3 separate regions of the Zea mays genome follow, and all the other regions are linked to region 3. Evidence: chromatin contacts called from public Hi-C data. All regions are on one chromosome and are shown on one strand. Each heading gives the region's core, a stretch centred on a gene start, on an enhancer-like site or on the middle of the called end of the contact. The rest is flanking DNA. Distances are from core to core; before and after follow the strand shown.

The links. Hi-C and Micro-C count contacts between places; a contact is called where the count stands out from the background.
Region 1: a contact with region 3 is called in a Hi-C map of tassel, with 5 times the contacts expected there. The contact joins the promoter of LOC100277178 here to the promoter of LOC100282633 in region 3. A contact is called at or near these places in 6 of 25 Hi-C or Micro-C datasets (ear, endosperm, leaf and 2 more).
Region 2: a contact with region 3 is called in a Hi-C map of leaf, with 2.7 times the contacts expected there. The contact joins the promoter of LOC103647596 here to the promoter of LOC100282633 in region 3. A contact is called at or near these places in 5 of 25 Hi-C or Micro-C datasets (bundle sheath, ear, leaf and 1 more).

What each region holds. Positions count from the first base shown.
Region 1 is chr2:199,904,954-199,908,365 of Zm-B73-REFERENCE-NAM-5.0, reverse strand. LOC100277178 reads right to left here and starts at 1,522. Exons shown (of 3, transcript NM_001328636.1): 1 at 1,378-1,522; 2 at 1,082-1,180. The coding sequence starts at 1,446.
Region 2 is chr2:199,964,252-199,967,703 of Zm-B73-REFERENCE-NAM-5.0, reverse strand. It overlaps LOC103647596 (transcription factor MYC2), which reads left to right and starts at 1,546. Exons shown (of 2, transcript XM_020549367.1): 1 at 1,546-1,832; 2 at 1,905-2,747. The coding sequence starts at 1,587. The coding sequence ends at 2,462.
Region 3 is chr2:200,117,320-200,120,610 of Zm-B73-REFERENCE-NAM-5.0, reverse strand. It overlaps LOC100282633, which reads right to left and starts at 1,589. Exons shown (of 9, transcript NM_001155541.1): 1 at 1,237-1,589; 2 at 74-310. The coding sequence starts at 1,460.

The DNA of each region.
Region 1 (3,412 bases), core at 273-2,772, 210 kb after region 3:
TTAAGTTTTTCAAAGTCATTGAATCAATATTAAGGAAAAGTTTTTTTAAAACAACCCAGGCCTCGCCTGCCGCACCATAAACCAGGCCAGTGACCACTGCCATTATCTGCTGCTGCTGGTAGGACAACAACGTTACCACAGGCCAGCTCCCTGCCACTTTTTGTGTGTGTAGCAGTGAGGGTATGGGTATCTGTTTTGTGCAAGCTAGGATTTCAAACGCAGGTGGCTGTTACCACCACTCACTGACGAACCACCGCACTATCATTGTGCACCAAGGGAAAGATCAACATCATTGTACAGCCACTATTTATTTTCGCTAGATTGAAATTAATTTTTAGCCTCATTTGTTGAACAAAGTCCTGTTCCTCAGACTCTAAGCTGTAACACCCATAAAAACTAAGAAACTAACAACATTCATTGAGAAACAGCAACGATGTGAAATAACTGAAACAAATAAAACTGGCAAAGCTACTCCAGAAATATAACTTTTATGTTTTCCACATTTACAAAATACAATTAACCAAACAACTGCGACAGAGATCTTTCACTGCATACACAATGACATGATACAGTAACTTTTAATCTATTAACAATTTTAACATTCAACTCAGGCATAGATGGAAACCTAGCTCGTCGCCTGTCACACAATTCTGTGTAGGCATCGGATCAGCCATAGTCTACAGGTCTAAGATCAGAATGGTATAGTGTCCTTGAACATTCCACAAACTAATCTCATGAACATAATAACATGAGCATGAACACCATCTTATTAGACTGAGGTACGGGTATTAGCGCCATGCCCAAGAATGTCTAATTTCTAATTATTCGGCTCTGAATGTTGATTACTGGCACCTCCATAAAGCATAATACCACGGGAATTCAAGAATTAACGGTGAACAGTCACTAGGCACTACTTCAAATGTGGGAGAACACCGAAACAAATGGAGAATCAATGTCTCCAACGAAACAGTAATACATTCAAGTCCACGACATATCATCTGGCACTCCGATTCGCAGTATGACCTATCAACAGGAAGCTAGCAATAACTAATACAAGTAATTTGCAAGGATCAGGACACACCTGGCCCCTCTTGCAGTTGAAGTAGGTCTCCCGCAGGCCAACGCACTCGCTGGTAATGTTTGGCACCTTCTCCCCAGCGCACTCCTTGTACGGCCTTTTCTGCACCTGCACACAACCGCATCATGAGAATAGAAATAGCCAGTATCACCCATACTGGATCTCATCGCCCGGCACTAGCTTGCGGGTGATGTCCGCCGCAGCTAACTACGCTTACGCCTAAATCGGATTGAAACAGGCAACGGGAACCTGCGGCGTGGGTGGATTAGGAAGAAGGAAGGAAAACGGAGCCAACCAACCTTGACGCAGTCGGTCTCGCTGAGACACTTGACGAGCTCCATGGCCAACCCCTTGCACGACTTCGCCATCGCTTCCGCCTCTCTTGTCGCGTTTCCACGGACCCCCCACGCGGAACCACGAATGCGAGCCGGCGGCGACTTGCGGGAGGGGGAAGGCGGAAACGAAGCGAGCGGCGAGACGCCGTCTCCTCCGCTCCTACCGGCAGCCGGCTTGACGGGCCGAGCCAGACGGAACCAGATCCGCTGCCTTACGGCAGGCTGCCGTGCGCTCGTCGATCTTCAAACCAACGGTGATCTGCTGCCCTCTCCTTTAGCGTATGGAGCAGCCCAACAGAACAAATTCGGTCCACTTTTTTCATATTTCTTTTTCCAGTCCTGTGGCTCCCGTAGGCTGCACCACCCACCCACCATCAGCACAGCGCCAATAAAACAGAGTGCGGAGAGCAAAATTTCATAGCGATTGAGATTGTTAAATTGGATATGAAACAAAGTGAATACAAGTATTGATCCACTTGATATTGTTTTCACTGAACACTCCATCTACCTTGCAATTAGCAAGAACAAGATACAACAATAAGCTACAAAATAGCATTGACTTGCTTCACAGCTCCTCAAAGAAATCTTCAGTTTTTTAGATCATCACTGCTTGCTCCAGTCAACAGTTGAGTGAAGGAATTGACGGTGTTATATTCTTTATGGAACTGAATGTCAATACTTGCTGGATTGTAACTTAACTTCAAAAAATAAAACTTGCTGGATTGCTTGTTTCCCTTACCTCTTGTGTCTTGCAAGAAACAAATTTATAAACTTGAAAGTTCTTTTCAGTTCTTTTTTATGTTAATGACGTATTGACGACTTGACGTTCACCACGTAGCCTCTTGATGGGGGACTTTCCACTATCCTAAACCACTGCGGTTTCTTGACAGAATTTGCACCATATATATGCTGAATTCACGATCACAAATTGAGAATAATGTACTGTAACAACTAACACAACATATTTCGTCACACAGAAAACTAACTCGTTCACGCAATACAACTCCTAGCCTGCAAGGCGTTGAAATAGCAGTTAGAGTCGAGGAATAGACTCGTAGCACAGAAGAGCAACGTGTACCCCGCTGCACAGATTCTTCCGATTGTCAACCACGGTTTCGTTTCCAAATCTTCATCAGCCACTTCACTTTCCGTAGAAGTTTCTCAAAGTATCCCATGTAGTAATAGACGCACAAAGATTGATCATGGTTGAGCACTAAAACGAGGGACCGGACGGTCCGCTGGCGGACAGTCCGCGCGCACAGAGACAATTAGGATTCCGAGTTTTTGCTACGGTTGTTAGCTAAATTCGTGAAATTAACTCGGGAGATTGTTTGTAACGGGTCCAACCCCCTCCTCTATAAACATAGAGAAATACGGTCGATTAATGATGATCAATCAAATCAATAATCAGTTTATCTCTTGTTTTTATCTTAGACATTAGGAGTAGTTTTAGTTTAATCTCTCAATCCCCAAATTTTCCGCTTCTCTTCGGCTCTACGTCGATTAGAGGTGTCTAGATCGGCTTGTCGACCGTAGACAACACCTAAGATCTCTCCTCCCCGATGGGGTCCCTCTCGGGAGCGAGATTCAAGCGCCATCGACGAACTCCGCTGCCCCCGCGCACGCGCGGACCGTCCGGCCCGTCAGCCAGGAAACCCGAGCCTTGTGCCAGGTTGTGGACCATCCATCCCTGACCAGTAACCACGGACCGTCCGCGCCTGTATAGGACATCGCCGCCGATTCTCGACGTGGTGATTGGCGGCCGGATCGGTGCCAACAATCACGAAGGCCGAAGACTAGAAACTTGGAACTGACCTCATGTTCTTTGCTTCCTCTCTGTTCTTCCTGACCACCAACACCAACCAGCAAGTTGCCGCATGTTGTTTGCGGCATGCGGAGTTGTCTGCAGACTTGTAGCTGAATGATTGCGGGGGCTGAATTGATCTGGTCCGGTCGCCAATTCCACGAGTCATCTTGTGCGTGCGCAGCCAGTGTTCAG
Region 2 (3,452 bases), core at 297-2,796, 150 kb after region 3:
AGTAAGTTAGAGATTAAACAATTAATAATGTAACAGTTGCACATGCACAGGTCGAGAATAAACAATTGTGGCAACAAATTAAAAGGACAACACAACTCACCATGTTGAATCAGTTTGCTGACGAGGTCACAATTTTGAGATCGAGTTATAGAAGGGAGATGAAAACAAAAGGAAAAATGGCTAATCCCACTCAAATTGGTGATATGACAAGTTTTAACATATTTAGAAAGTAATATATAGAGAACTGTTGGAGGAGATAAGTTTTTTTGTTTCCTATATTATTTGAGGACTTGCTAAATCTCAGATTTAGGTAGTAGAAATATACATAACTATTGGAGCTGCTCTTAGTGTTGCAATGGTGTTTGTGGCGATCGGCTAAAGGCATAAGAATGGTTTGGAGTCAGGACTGAAGAGGGTGGACGAAAGTGAATAATAACTACCTGATCTATTTGATTTGATCTAACTAGAAATATTACCTAATGTTTTTGCACATCTTAATGTGTCTGTGGCCTAGCATTTTCATTCTCAATTCACCAACTATTTCTTGTGGAAATCACATAAAAATTCACAAAAATAAATTTATTGCTATAAAAATTGTTTGATTTAGAAAATAAGCTTTATGGTCGAAAAAGAATTTTAGTGACTTATTATATACTTTCTCTGTCCAATATAAATTGATCTTTGGTTGTATATCTAGATAAGTGCTTGTCTATGTACATAGCTATTAGGACTTCTTATTTTGAGACGAACTAGAGTCCAGAGTACCCCGGCCTCCATCCGCTTTTAACTTTTGTTTTCACTTTTTAGGATGAATATATACTTAACTTTGATCAAATATATATAACAAAATACCAATATTTATAGTACATAACAAATATTATTAGATAGACCGTTGAATTTATTTTTATACTAAATTTATTTGAAAATAAAAATACTACTAATAGTTTTAGTAAATCTAATCGAGTTTAAGAGTTTAACCAATATGTTTCTTAGAAAGAACAGGGAAATAGTTTGACCAACTCATTATTTTTATACTAAATTTATTTGAAAATAAAAATACTACTAATAGTTTTAGTAAATCTAATCGAGTTTAAGAGTTTAACCAATATGTTTCTTAGAAAGAACAGGGCAATAGTTTGACCAACTCATGCCATGATCTCACCATGGTGTGTCGTGTTTTCGTATCAAGTATGTACTTTTAAGGTTGTCTCCAGCAGATGATATATATGGCTGTACAACACACTGTTTTGCATTGTATACTGTACTGTTTACAGAATATATTGTGAAATAAGAGATGAGATGAAATATATGATGGGTAAACTGGTAGAGACAACCTAAAAACTGGTAGACAAGCAAAGTTTCCCATTCCCAACTCCTAACATCCCAGCTGCCGGTTCCAAAACCAAAAGGAACTGCCCTGTTGGCAACAAAAGCAGATAGAGCCGAGCTCCTAGTGCAAATGTATCGCTGGCACTATAAAAGCAGAACCCTATATGCTAGCTACTAAGTACTGGCTACACAGCACAGCAGTGCCCCACCCACGCTGGTACTTGAGGTTCAGTCACCATATATAGGCGGCGGTGACAATGGACGACCTGCTCTCCCCGTGCTCCTCCTTTTCCCCGCCCTCGCCACCACCCTTCTTCTCCCACGCCGGCAACCCAGTGATCGAGTTCGCATCCTGCGAGGTCCCCGAGCAATGGCTGCTCGACGACGTCGTCTTGGACAAGAACGAGGGCCGCTACGACGACGTGGACGACCTGTGGCCCGTGGCGGGGAGGTCGCTCTCCCCGGACTCCGAGCTCTCCGAGCAGCCGCTTCCTACTCAGCCGGTGCCGCTGCCACCGCCGCAGCAGCAGCAGCAGGAGTTGACGAGCGTCACGGCCGCCCCTGCGCAGCAGCAGCGCCCGGGCGGGAAGCGGCGGGGGCGGAAGCCCGGCCCCCGCCCGGACGGTCCCACGGTCAGCCACGTGGAGGCCGAGCGTCAGCGCCGGGAGAAGCTGAACCGGCGGTTCTGCGACCTCCGCGCCGCCGTGCCCACCGTGTCCCGCATGGACAAGGCCTCCCTCCTCGCGGACGCCGCCGCCTACATCGCGGAGCTGCGCGGCCGTATCGCGCGGCTCGAGGCCGACTCCAGGCGGGCCGCCGCCGCGAGGTGGGTCGACCCCGTAGCAGCCGCAGCCTCATGCGGCGCCGACGAGGCTGTGGAGGTGCGCATGCTGGGGCCAGACGTGGCCGCGGTGCGCGCGACGAGCGCGGCTCCGCACGCGCCCGCGCGGCTGATGAGCGCGCTCCGGTCTCTGGAGCTGCACGTGCAGCACGCCTGCGTAACCCGCGTGAACGGCATGACGGTTCAGGACGTCGTGGTTGACGTGGCGAGCCCGCTGCAAGTGCAAGACGACGACCACGACGGCCTCCGCGCCGCGCTGCTGCAGAGGATGCAGGACAGCGCGGCTACCTAGCTAGTGCTAGTAGCCAGACGATCGTAGAGAGCTAGCTCGCTCACCGATCTCATACGGTCGTCGTCTCTCTCTCCGTACGTAACGTAACGTAACATCAATCGCGTCACGTACGTACACAGGCAGTGCGAAAGTGTCGCGGATCGATCAGGTTATAGGTAAGTAGATGCTAATGTTAATTTAGAGGGTAGAACGACGATGGACGATCGTAACTAATCCATTGCATCGTGTGCTCTGGAATCTGCGTGTTGTCTTCTGTGCGGCCTATCCATGGAATAAAGTGCCTGTATGTAGTACTAGCAGCTGTTGAAGGGCTTGATGTATCATGGCATCCTCATGGTTTCATTCAGATACCATATGTTTGGTTACCCGCCTGTGCTTAATCAGGCTCTCCAGTGCATTGATCAGACATTATCCTATGTTTGCTTGTCTATACAGAACAAACCAGATCTAGATGTGCTGGCGCAATCAAAGCCAAATTATGCAACTTTTCTTGCATCCATCACTACCGGAATCGGTTGCTTTGCCGAGTGCCTGAAGCACTCGGCAAAGCCCGAAAACCACTCGGCATAGGCTTTGCCGAGTGTCGTACTCGACAAAGAGGGCTCACGAACAGTACATCGGCAAAGACTTCTTTGTCGAGTACTTTTTCTCTGGCACTCGGCACAGAGTGCCAGATAGTACTCGGCAAAGAAAAGCCGTCGTCACGGCGCTGGGGTGACGGAGACGGCGTTTTTGCCGAGTGTCTTATGTGACACTCGGCAAAGAAGTTACTCTTTGCCGAGTGCCTCCTAATACACTCGGCACAGAAGTTATTCTTTGTCGAGTGTCTACCAGCCAGCACTCGGCAAAGAATCCGCTAGCGGGTCCCCATGTCAGGTTCTTTGTCGAGTGCTGTGTAGGGCACTCGACAAAGCGTGCCTCTTTACCGAGTGCTAGGGCCACCGCACTCGACAAAGAACCTATATCGGTGCCCAGGTCTTGGTTCTTTGC
Region 3 (3,291 bases), core at 340-2,839:
ATGAATCTACTACTACTGAAGACCTATAGTGATCGATAATAAAAAAATATGTGCCACTTTTGTCAAAACTTACCCAAGCTGATCAATGGCAATCACCCTAAAACGGCTTGCAAGGGCATCAAAGTTTCGAAAGAAGAACCCCTGTGAAGCTCCATAGCCATGGACCATAACCAGGGTGGGGGCATTCTCCTTGCTATCAAATGTTACAGTATTAATGAACCTTGGTTCATCACTTGCTGACCTAAACCATCTTACTTTTGACCCAGGTGGAGCAGAGCCAATGTTGACTCGTTCCTGGACATATCCAGTTCTGTAAAGACAGAGATGAAAGGTACGTCATGAACCAGCAAAATACAAAAGTGATACACAATGTCTAGAATGAAATGATAAAGGCGCATTTATCAACAAAGACAGCAGCCTAAAAATATGACATTAGAGCCCCATGCAACAATAATAACAAAATATGTCACAGTTTATATCAAAACTAGCAGTGCCATAGGGACAGTATGGTATTTTACAACTTCTTACACAGATTTAAAACGAACCAATATATTATACTAAGGCATGCTATGTAGTTCCTACCTCACTCTTTCGAACACCTTGCAACATTTCAGTATAATCAGAAGCGACCGCGTGCTTGCAATCACTAGGTTCAGATGAACGACAGTATTTAAGTGACAATGTTATGACTTTTTTTTTAGAAAACCTACAGGTATGCTTTCGGTCCCCAGCATTTCAGTTAGTAGAACTCATAAACTGTTTGCTCCATAACCTTTGCAGCTTTGCATTTACTAGTTAGCAGTTAGCTACAGCACTAATAGCAGAGTGCTGGTGAAACTGCAGCAATAGCCCAGTCAGACTTCATGACAGGGCAAGGGCACGCAGTTCCCCTACAGTTCCAAAACCTTGGGGTTCGTGATCAACATGCAAAGGGGTGAAAGGGGCCTTAATCTTAGCTCCGAGCTAGACTAAAGATGAACCGACAACCAATCACGAATTAGCACCGGTGCAAATGCAATGTATTTTGAAGCTAAGTGGCCGTGCAGCTGTTCCGGTCAAGAGCCTAAAGTTTGTACCAACTGACGCGCGATTTTGATACGCAATTTTGATAAATTGGAGGAAAGAAGGCGGAAGTGACTAGCTGTTCCGGCAATTCACAAGTAACTATCTGAACTGCATCAGTGAAAAGCCTTAATGATACTAGTTGCTAAATTGAACAGTGGGGCGAGGTTGTACTTGACTATCGTGAGGAGTCGCTTCTCGGCGGCGATGATGCGGTCCGTGGAGGTGGGGATCCACCGGAGCGCGCGCGGCCACACCCGCGCCCACCTCGACCCCGCTTGCGCCGGCGCCGGCGACGCCGGCATCTCCGCCGTGGCCGTTGAGGCGGAGGCCCGTCTCATCTCCTCGGCTGCCATCCTGGTCGTCGTCGTCGTCGCGGCGACGGCAGCGCGGCGCATACGACGCGGGCAGACGTCACGCGCGTTTCTCCCGACTTTTCTCCTCGGCTGATGCTCTGCAGTCGGAGTCGGGACGGGTATGCTCGTGCTCTCGGTTAGGTTCGGTCGGTGCGGCCCCGCCCGTTTGGTAGCGTCACCGGGTAGGTTCTTGCGTGTTTTTAAAGGGAAGAAAAGGGAATCAGAGACGGGCGCTCGGGCTGGTTCGCGTCCGCGCATCAGCAGCCTACGCCTACGTCAGGGCGTGCGTGGTGCGCCGCATGCCGCGTGGGGTTTTCTGAGTGCTCTAGGATTGTATCGCAAGCCAGTGGAAGGAGGGGAGCAGCGACTCCGCGAGGCCGGTCGGGCCTTTGACCAGCCCAGGCTTCTGTTCTGTGACAGGTTGGTTTTGAGGTCAGACTCGGCGCCGATACTTACGCGGTAGAAACGTGCGAGTTGGCTATCGGCGCGCCTAGGGTGCGAGTCGGCTTGCACGAGAGTTGACGGCAGGTATGACCAAGCGACCAGTCGTTTTCAGGTCCATGGAGATGAGATGGAGAAATCCTGACACAAGATCATGCAAAATCATGAGAGAAGGCTAGAAAACGGGTAAGCTTTGTGTGTCCTATTTAAAACTCTACTTATAAAGTATGTATTGTATAATGTAAAATAGTGTTGTGCATAATCATATATACAGTTTCTAGAGACAACATAAATTCGGAGTAGAAGTAGAGAAAGAGGGCTGATTTAGTTTGCTCATCGTGCAGAAGTTCCATAGGCAGGCAGCATGTCCGAATGTACGGGTAAAAGCGAATACTTATTCGGATATTATTTTTTAGCATTTTTTATTTGGTTGTAAATAAATAGGATATATAATCTGATATACTGATTTATATTCTTGTTTTTAGCATTAAACTTGTAAAAATTTATAAACATAACCCACAAAATTGATGGTATATATATCTTCTTCTTAAATGATAGATATACATTTCGCATACAAATACAAATACATTTTTTCATATTTTTTATTGTAGAGAGCGACTAATGCATAAAACAAATTGTGCAAAATTTTATTTTTAAATGTAATAGTGTGCTTGATAACACAAGAAATTGATAACACAAGAAAAGATCAACATCAAATTTCATGCATATCTATTTGAATATATTAATTTTGTCCTAACAGTTTAAATATCCACTTTCATCTCTACTCGGGTGCTCGGTTTTAAAGGTTTGGTTTGTTTTCTCTGATATTGATCTTTAATTTGTATCTATATACTATCAAGTAGCTAAGAAATTGAAAGCATACACTTCGTCTTAATTTTTTTACTCACCTAAGATTTTTCTCCATTGATTTTGAAACTAATGTATCTAATTAACTTATTATCTGATGGGTGGTTCTAAACCCTTACATGTGGAGGGTCACAGGTGTTTGCCAAATAATCAACCCTTCAACCCAACTCTTATTCACCCAAAAAATTCTCCATCTATGACCATCCACCCCTTGATCGAGATGGATAATCTCGTAAGTCGTAACTCGTCTGTCTACCTTCCGATCAAATTGACCCTATTGCAGCCACCTCCACTGCTTAATGCATCATCATCTTCCCCATGGCATGACTTTACACTGCAGGCCAAGTGACTCGCACTCATGGGCCGATACACCGCCTGGACAAGGAGGTACAGTTGTACAAGACTGGGAGGGAGGCCAAGGACTCAGTGCTTTCAAAATAGAATGACAATATAAATCTTGCCATGGTTGAACTTTTTTCGATTACTTTGATATTGATAAAAATGCTCACTATGAATTATCAAAGTTATATGTTATTAGAGGGGGGAGCACATAGAGTATCAAGGA